Linked DNA regions of Mus musculus: region 1 is linked to region 2. Evidence: chromatin contacts called from public Micro-C data. All regions are on one chromosome and are shown on one strand. The core of a region is the stretch at or near the end of the contact, and the rest is flanking DNA. Distances in the headings are between cores, read along the strand shown.

Region 1 (4,259 bases), core at 223-2,722, 140 kb after region 2:
GTAATTTTCAGATTTTTGCCTTTCAAACCCTACATAATATAGTTGTTACAAGTTCCTGGTATCCGTGGTAGATCCTGGTATGCACTGGCTTAAATCACTAATTTCTCAGTTCTAATGTTTAAGGATGAAGAATTTATACAACTGCCCCCAGTACCGTCATCACTCATAGCACCAGCAGCAACTATTTCCAAAGAAGCAGTAAGTAGTCTAGAGGAACCTCTCCCCAGGTATCTGGAAGGGCACTGGGGCCACAGCATCATGCATACCACAGAACACTACAAGAGTCTTGCTGCTATCCAGACAGGAATGCAGGCTGGACTCGAGCGATCTTATGGCCGCTACCTCTTCCCCTCAACTGTCCCGAAGTAGAGGGGGAAAGTCCGCACCCTGCTGGAGCAACCCAAGCATGGAAGTCTAGAGCTAATTACACTATAGGCAGATCCTTAGTTTTATGTGTTAAATGCAAATAGTTCCCACATGTTATCTAGTTTACATGGGCTTCTGATGTCAGGAAATACAAGCAGGAAAGCAATTAAAGTTTCAGAAAAAGACACGTAAATAGGACATTTCTGTGCCCACTTCTCCCATTTGGGCCAAGTAATTTGGGGGAGGTGAGAAAGCACAAGCAAACAGTAGGAAGGTCACTGGGGGGGGGGGGTGGGTGGCTGGGGACAGATGAACTGTGTGTGACAGGTCCACCGTAGGCTCATCTGTGATCCTGTGGCTGGGCTGGCACTCAGAAAGGGATTCCATGCTTGTTTGTATCTCCATCTTTATTACCAAAGCAGTCGTACAGGTCTGAGTCTGTGGCCCCTGTCTCGTTGCTTTCCTTTGGGGAAGGTGGAGCACGTTCACTCTGAATGTAGTTCAAGCTTTCCTGGAACTCAGGCCAGTTCTACTTCCTCACCAGCCTCGACAGGGATTACAGGCTCAACACACATGCACGCACACACACACATGCACACACACACACGTGCACACACACACGTGCACACACACACACACACACTGAGCCTGGCTTGTGGCCATTAGTTTGATTAAGAAGCTCAAAGTAGATGCTTGCAGAATTTAAACTGTTTGTGACCAAAGCCTAAAGTGTTGTTTTATATCCAGATCCTCCAGGCCAAGTCCCAGGAGACCTCACAGAACAGCAAGGCTGATTCCAAAGGAGCCTAAGGATCCCTTGAAGGTGGCGCTCCCTCTCTTCAGTCACTCCGCTCAGCAGTGGCGTCCACAAAGGAATTCCAGCTAAGACTGTCTGGCTTGAGATAAAGGATCAGCCATTAAGTCGTTGGAGGCCTTGTGACCATCCCAGAGATGCAAGCAGTGACACCAAGTTCAGGCCATTTAGAGAAGCTTAATTACAGTCCATCTCTACTGTATAATTTTGTCATCTTACTAAACGTTGCATAAAGACACTCCCACCAAGTTGTGTTCGAATGGCTTCCTGTTTGTGTGAACTTGGGGAGGGGACTGAGCAGGGGTGGGGGTGGGGCTGTGGTTTCTAGGCAAGCACTGGCATTGAGCTGTATGTATTCCCCTGCCCTTTCTTTCACTTTTGTAAATGGCAAGGTAAGATCGGAATTGCCCAGGCTAGCCTTGAATTTTCAGCCTCCCTCACCGCATCTCCCAAGTAGCTAGGATTATGTAGACTTTATGTTACCAGGCCCAATTGGATGTGGACCTTTTAAGAGGAAATATATTTCACAATGGAGTCAGCTTGGCACCTTAAATACCTCTCTCTGCCTCCTGTGGCTTGGAATTGTTAGCCAGAACATGGAGACTCCCCAAACCACCTTTAAGAGCACCTGGCCGGCCTTTGTAGAGGGACTCCTCAGTAGAACAGTACCGTGCCCGAGGACCAGGACGGACGTGCTTCCCAGGAAAGCACAACTTCTTAGAGAAGTTAAACAGATAGTGATGCTGGAGGGACTGTCCCGTCAGAAGACCACTAAATCCTGCAGAGGGTCAGTGTCTGGTTCCCAGCACCCACATGGTCGCCACGACCAATTTCTAACTCCAGTTCTACAGAATCCAGCAACCTCTTCTGAACTTCACAGGTACCATTCATGGTGCACACACACACACACACATATATAAACAAAACACTTATATGCCAGACCGTGGTGGCACGTACCTTTAATTCAAGCACTCTGGAAGGAGAGGCCGGTGGCTCTTTGTGAGTTGGGAGTCCAGGCTGGTCTACAGAGTGAGTTCCAGGACAGCCAGAGCTACACAGTGAGACCCTATCTCGAAACAAACAAGACACAGACATCTCCACCCACTTCCCAGGCCTTGAACTCAGGAGTGCTGGGATTATAGGTGTGTGCCACTACCACATAGCCAATGAACTCCTTAATCATCATTCAAGCAACTGGACTACACCCCAGCCCAGAGCATGTACCTCCTCAAAATGCTCCCTAGTCATGGAGGACCAGTCCCACCCAGTGTGCTAATCAACTGACTTCTGTAGGCTGTGTTCATACACCACTCTGGGAAGCTGCCATTGCTCTAATCTAAGGTATCTCACAATACAACTTCCGTCTGGAAGTGGTGGGTTTTTAAACTTAGTGCATACTATAGATGTGTAATATGGGAAAGGGATTAGCTACTTAACTGGCTTAATCCTCTCATCTCCCTGATGCACGTGGATTCCTTCTGGCCTTCTCAATGAGCAAATGGAAGTAGTTAAGTCATGGAGTCTGGCCATTGAGGACTCCACCTGTGCCCCGACCCACCCCACTCCCATCCCCCATTTTACTTTTTTGGAGACAGGGTATCACCATGCAATCTTGGTTGACCTAGAACTCAATATATAGACCAGGCTGGCCTTGAATTTAAGAGATCCACTGGCTTCTGCCCCCTGAGTTCAGGATTAAAGACCATCACCTTTTGTTTTCAAAATTTGGGTTACTAGGCCATAACCCCAGGCTGACACACATACTTTCCTTTAGAGAGCCAGTTTCAGCACACCACTGGAACCTCCGACAGCACGGCAATTGAATGCATTGCTTCTGTGCACCAGGACATGCACGTACCCAGCAGGCAGTAAAGATTCTGAATGCTGCTGTGTGTCAAACAAGAGGGAACCAGTTCCAGAGTCCTTCATAACTTCAGTGTGTTCTGGTTCGTTTAATTTCCTTTTAGACAAGAGTCTCACTGTGCATCTTCAGCAGGCCCTGAACTCACGATGTAGACCAAGTTGTCCCTGAACTCAAGATCTACCGGTCTCTGCCTTCTGAGTCTGGGATTACAGGCATTCACTACCAGGACCAGCCAACTTCAGGGTTCTTGCTGGTCTACTCCCTTCTTGGTTTCTACATGCCATGTTGCTTCAAAGCCCTCCATTCTCCCTCCCAGCTATTTCCTGCATATGTGGTGGAACCAAGCTCTACCAGCTGCTAACAGCTGCTAACAAGCTCATTGGGTACAGTTTTAAGCTCTAACATGCGCCTGTAGCGACATTAGACACAGCACACATTCTACACAGAATTGTAATAGTTGTTGCTGCTACTTAATAGTATGGCCCTGCACTTGTGCCATGTCCAATTCTGTACAAGACATATTGGTCATGTCCAGAGTCTGACAATGCTATATCCAGGCCAAAAGTTCCCGCTTGCAGGTAGGTCTGTTACTTCAGAGGACAGTGGCTCTGACAGTATAACCTAACACTGTCTGTGTGTAGGAGGATATTTTAGCTTGCTGGCTCCACCCAGTGGCAGTTGATAAACAGAGTTCATTACCATTAAGGCCGATTTCTTACTTCATCTATGTTCAATCTTACTTACCTGAAATCGATACATTACATTAACAGAGCCAGGGGACTGATGGCCTTTAGCCTATGGCAATTAGAAAAGATGGGGAAGCAGTATTGATTGATGCCTGGGCCATATTTTAACCCCCAGGAAACCAGACAGATGCTGTGCTCTGACAGTAACATCTTCATTCTGTAAGCTGGGTTCCCCCTCCCACGAGACCTAATCTGGTCCTCTAAGTGAAATAGCCATTTCATTTCCCTTCATGTCAATGTCACTACTTTCTATTTGATAGCCACCCCTGTCCCAGGGGCCGTCTGCGGGCAATCTGAATAGTAACAGAGGGGACTTCAGTTCCTTCCAGTTCCTAGCTCCTCTCCTTGAGTCACACTAAGCCCTTTCTGTGTTCTCCTTCCATCCACACAGCAGTGAGTCAAGTAGACCTGAGGCAGAAATAATGTTCAGTTTTAACAAGAGAAAGAAAAAAAAAAAAAACCACTATGA
Region 2 (4,052 bases), core at 612-3,111:
TTCCAGCCCCTATACCATTTGCGTGTGCACACGTACATGTACAGGTGTACACACACACACACACACACAAAGAGCGGAACATGGACATGTAAGTATTTAAGTAGTTCCCATGAAACTCATACAGGAAGAATGTCCACTGGGGAAGCTCTTTCGGCCCTCGTTCACCACATCCTCGTCCCCCGTGCACGTCAGATCAGAATGGGCCAGCCCATCAGGGAAGCAGCGGTAGAAGAAGTCTGGGCGGGGCCTGGAAGAAATATAATTTACTCTCTCAGGAAGTATTTTTCAGTAATAGTAGATGTCAATAATCTGTTGACCACTAATGTCATAGGCAAAATAATGTAATGGGGTGAGATTAGTGTTTATACTGAGAAAAAGGCCTTAGCCACGCGGCCAATGTTCAAGAAAGTCTCTAGCATATGATTGTATCTTAGCACAGAGCAGCTAGTCATACTGCAGCTTTAGGTACATAAAGGTGGTCGCTGTGGGAAATACTCAGGACAGGACGCAGACCAGGTGGTACACTTGGAACAGGCAGAGGGCAGGGAGAGGGAGTTCTGGTGAGAAAGGAGAGACTAGTCTGAGAATCCGGGTAAACACTGCTTGAGAATGTGGTGGTGTGTGTGTGGGGGGCGCTCAGGGAGGTTTGAGTGCCAAGGCTTCTCACTTACCTGCCCACTATCAGTTTGATTATGTTGGTAAAGACACCATTCAGAGCTAGGGCAAGGCTGGCAGCTGGAAAGCAAAGAAGCCGTTAGTGCCATCTGCTTGGAGAAGAGTAAGCCACCACCTCATGAGTAGAGCCTTCATTGCTTTGAGATAGAACCCAACCAGAATAAAAACCCAAACGGCCTAGGGGCAGAGAAGTGGAGCACTGAGGAACACCTATGTGGCACCTGTGTTAATAGGGAACACCTGTGTGGTGTCTGTGTTAATAAGGAACACCTGGCCGGGCGTGGTGGCACACGCCTTTAATCCCAGCACTTGGGAGGCAGAGGCAGGTGGATTTCTGAGTTCAAGGCCAGCCTGGTCTACAAAGTGAGTTCCAGGACAGACAGGGCTACACAGAGAAACCCTGTCTCGAAAAAACAAACAAACAAAAAGGAACACCTGTGTGGCGCCTGTGTTATTAAGCACATTCTCATCAGTACTGCTTTTTGGTCTCATGGGGTAAAAAGACATACTTTAGGGGTACAGAGTAGCTGAACCCCATAGCTACTTGCCAACACTAAGACAGGAACAACTGGAACAAGGGCGACTTACCGAGGCAGGCTTGCTTGCTGTCGGTAGCGTCAGCTTTCCTTAGAAACTTGGCGAGGAAGATCAGGGACAGTGGAGTGAGAAAGGCAATGACCTGAAGGTAAAACACAGGGTCGGTAAAACCAAGTCCCTCCTGGCCTAAAGCACCAGCTGCCGCGCACTAACCAAGATCGGGGCTCAGATTGCCCACCAGACGCCTCGCCCTAGCCCTGGAACTCAAGGCAGGGGAGGAGTCCCTGCCAGCGGAGGAGGGCGGGAGGGCAGCTCACGCACAAACATGCGGCCGGTGGGGAAGTATTCCGCCTCCACGTACGGGTTCCTGTAGAGCCACAGCTCCTCGGGCTGGATCCGCCGCTGGAAGGGAGGGAGCAGCTCGGTCACCCTGGGGAGGAAACGGGGAAGATTGACAGGCTACCTCGGCGGAAGAACCTGCCGCCCCGAGCCGCTTAGGAAGTGCGAGCGCCCAGGGACGCCTGGGAGCGTTGACAGATCCTTACAGGAAAGCCACAAAGAGCAGGACCCGCACGCCCAGCTCGGCTCCCAGGGCCGCCGTCCCCATCCCGCCATACGTGCGGATCAGACGCTGACGTGGCCCCGGCGCGCCGTGGTTCCGCCCGCCCGGTGTCCAGCGCCACCTAGCGAACTCCGCGGGGACTGACTACCAGCGGGGCCTCCGGGCTACAGGAAATTCAGAGCTCATTTGCTGTGTTATGAGTACCACCTAACAGATCACCTTTGGGTCTCAAAGCAATGTGTCCTTCACCAACCACCCAGATCAGCTTATAGGACAAGAAAAGGAACGTCATTCTCCAGAGATGCTTCCTCTACAAAAGCAAACCAGAAAGCCCACTTTAAAGAAACTATGTCTTTGGAGCATTTCGAAGGGAAAAAACTGGGCTGAGGGTGAGTGGTTGTATTTTTGTGTCTCATTTCCCAGTAAACTGTACCATGAAATTACAGGTAAAGAACCAGCCCATATTCTTAAGTAGACCATACAGGACAATTTATTAAAGTCAACCTCAAGCAAGACCTGAAATCAATGGAATGCCATTAAAAGCTTTCCCACATTCTTACAGAAGCAGAAAACATATTTGAATTCTAAAGTATCTGTAAGTTAAAAAGGCAGGATTCCAGTAAATACAATGTACAAAACCTGTCCCACCAGCACACATCAGTAAGAAGCTCAAATGTTACAGGCAATCTCACATACACTACACTAGTTAACAGATATGTACAGGTTAACTAAGATGGTAGGCTCATACTTTGCAATAAGACATTGGTCAATAAACAAAATCCTTAAACTATATTTTGAAGTCATTAAACAGTAATGCCCTAGTAGAATACCCCTGGGGAACATTAACACTAACCCCTTAGTGTTAGGAGCGCCAAGTCACAGAAACTAAAGAGACTGACTAATGGATGTTGACACTTTGATATTTCACAGGTCTACAGCGTTCATTACAGGTAAATACAGATGTAAACAATCTATCAAGAACTTTATTCAAAGAACACAAGGTGAGGGTGGGATCTGCAGATATGTGTTTATTGTGTAATATTTAAATGGACACAAATGAATTTGCCATAGCAGTTGAAAATACACAAATCTTTGTATATAAAAAGAACTTTTTAGCCAGCTGTAATCAGTTAGCAACTTGGTTATTAGCGGCAATACAGTTACTTACCATAGGGTACAAAAAATGAGATGTTAATTGATAACAAAAGTGTAATTCCCTCATTCCCTTTAACTGACAAGAATTCCCTGTTGAGGCAAAATGGCAGATACTTGAAAGCCATCTGCACAGAGCAAGGCTCAGTCAGCAGGTAAGGAAGGCTTCTCGTCCCTTAACGGACGCAGTGAAGTCACAAGAAAACCAAGGACCGAATACTGACTTTGGCAACTTCTATTTTCCCTTGAACTTACAAGTCAATGACTTTCAGAGCCTACTGAAGGACAAACAATACTTTTCTCCCCCCTCCCCCATACACAAATACAAGCGCTCACATCTGCCACTTTTGCAATGGATTGACAAAAGCCAAACAATTGATTTTCCCCCCCTTTTTGAGACAGGGTCTCTCTACATAGTCCTGGCTGGCTGGGAAGCGTTAGGTAGGCCTTGAACTCTCGGAGATCCTCCTGCCTCTGCTTCTGGAGTGCTAGGATTAAAGGCGTGTGCAACCATGCCCAGTGGAAATGGGTTTTTGAAACAAAGGTTATACATAGCATTTTAGGAGTATAACATAAGTGCGCCCTCTTCCCCCCACACAAGCATATGTTAAACAGAAAGACCAGCTACCCAGGGGTGAGGCAAGGAAAGGAGAAAAAGGCAAAACAAAGACGCAGGGAAATCATTTCTCAACATGCACGAGCTCCGACCTCAAAGGTGCCAAGAAACCTAAGATGCCCGTGCTCCCGTCGGGAGGACTGCATATCTGACAGTATACAACATGATGCTTTCCATGTCTTAATTTTAAAACTGTAAAATATAAAATGAGAATCTGAAGTCCCAAGGAATTGAAGAGCCTGAATTCAAATGGGGTGGGGGGGTCTCGGTGTTAGGGGAACTGCACTGTACCTTTCCCTCCCTTTCTCCCCACATTCCCATTCCCCCACCCAAGGTGAAAACTGTGACACCTCAGTCCATACAACAATCCACTGCAAAGCTGCCTACACGGATCCCTTCGTCCATCCAAGGAGGGACCAGACCTTTCCGTAACCAACCATTCTGTTACAAATAAGCAAAGACCAAGTGTGGGCGGTCCTTCCTGAGGACCTTGCCATCCGATCACTTCCA

The links. A called contact is a pair of places that touch in the nucleus more often than the background predicts.
Region 1: a Micro-C map of the G1E-ER4 cell line shows a contact between it and region 2, with 2.9 times the contacts expected there. The contact joins the enhancer-like site here to the promoter of Plpp5 in region 2. A contact is called at or near these places in 10 of 39 promoter capture datasets (the 3T3-L1 cell line, 3T3-L1-derived adipocytes, the HPC-7 cell line and 6 more), 6 of 484 Hi-C or Micro-C datasets (CD4 T cells, the G1E-ER4 cell line, the N1E-115 cell line and 1 more), 5 of 115 datasets of contacts at active chromatin or transcription factors (bone marrow-derived macrophages, embryonic hindbrain, embryonic stem cells and 1 more) and 3 of 9 other capture datasets (adipose tissue, liver and pancreatic islet).

Annotation. Positions count from the first base shown.
Region 1 is chr8:25,575,659-25,579,917 of GRCm38.p6, reverse strand. Letm2 (leucine zipper-EF-hand containing transmembrane protein 2) reads left to right here. Exons shown (of 11, transcript NM_001364069.1): 10 at 124-198; 11 at 1,114-1,428. The coding sequence ends at 1,176. It overlaps Fgfr1 (fibroblast growth factor receptor 1), which reads right to left. Exons shown (of 18, transcript NM_010206.3): 18 at 4,200-4,259. Among named protein-coding and RNA genes, the nearest start is that of D830025C05Rik, 19 kb to the left of the region's middle. Within about 2 kb of position 1,472, at least 49 of the 459 cell types and tissues checked have an H3K27ac peak or open chromatin away from gene starts, as enhancers often do. A contact at or near this core is called in the G1E-ER4 cell line, the HPC-7 cell line and embryonic stem cells, where this site is marked.
Region 2 is chr8:25,717,857-25,721,908 of GRCm38.p6, reverse strand. It overlaps Plpp5 (phospholipid phosphatase 5), which reads right to left and starts at 1,861. Exons shown (of 7, transcript NM_028000.1): 1 at 1,758-1,861; 2 at 1,534-1,642; 3 at 1,264-1,354; 4 at 672-735; 5 at 123-247. The coding sequence starts at 1,819. Nsd3 (nuclear receptor binding SET domain protein 3) reads right to left here. Exons shown (of 23, transcript NM_001081269.2): 23 at 2,242-4,052.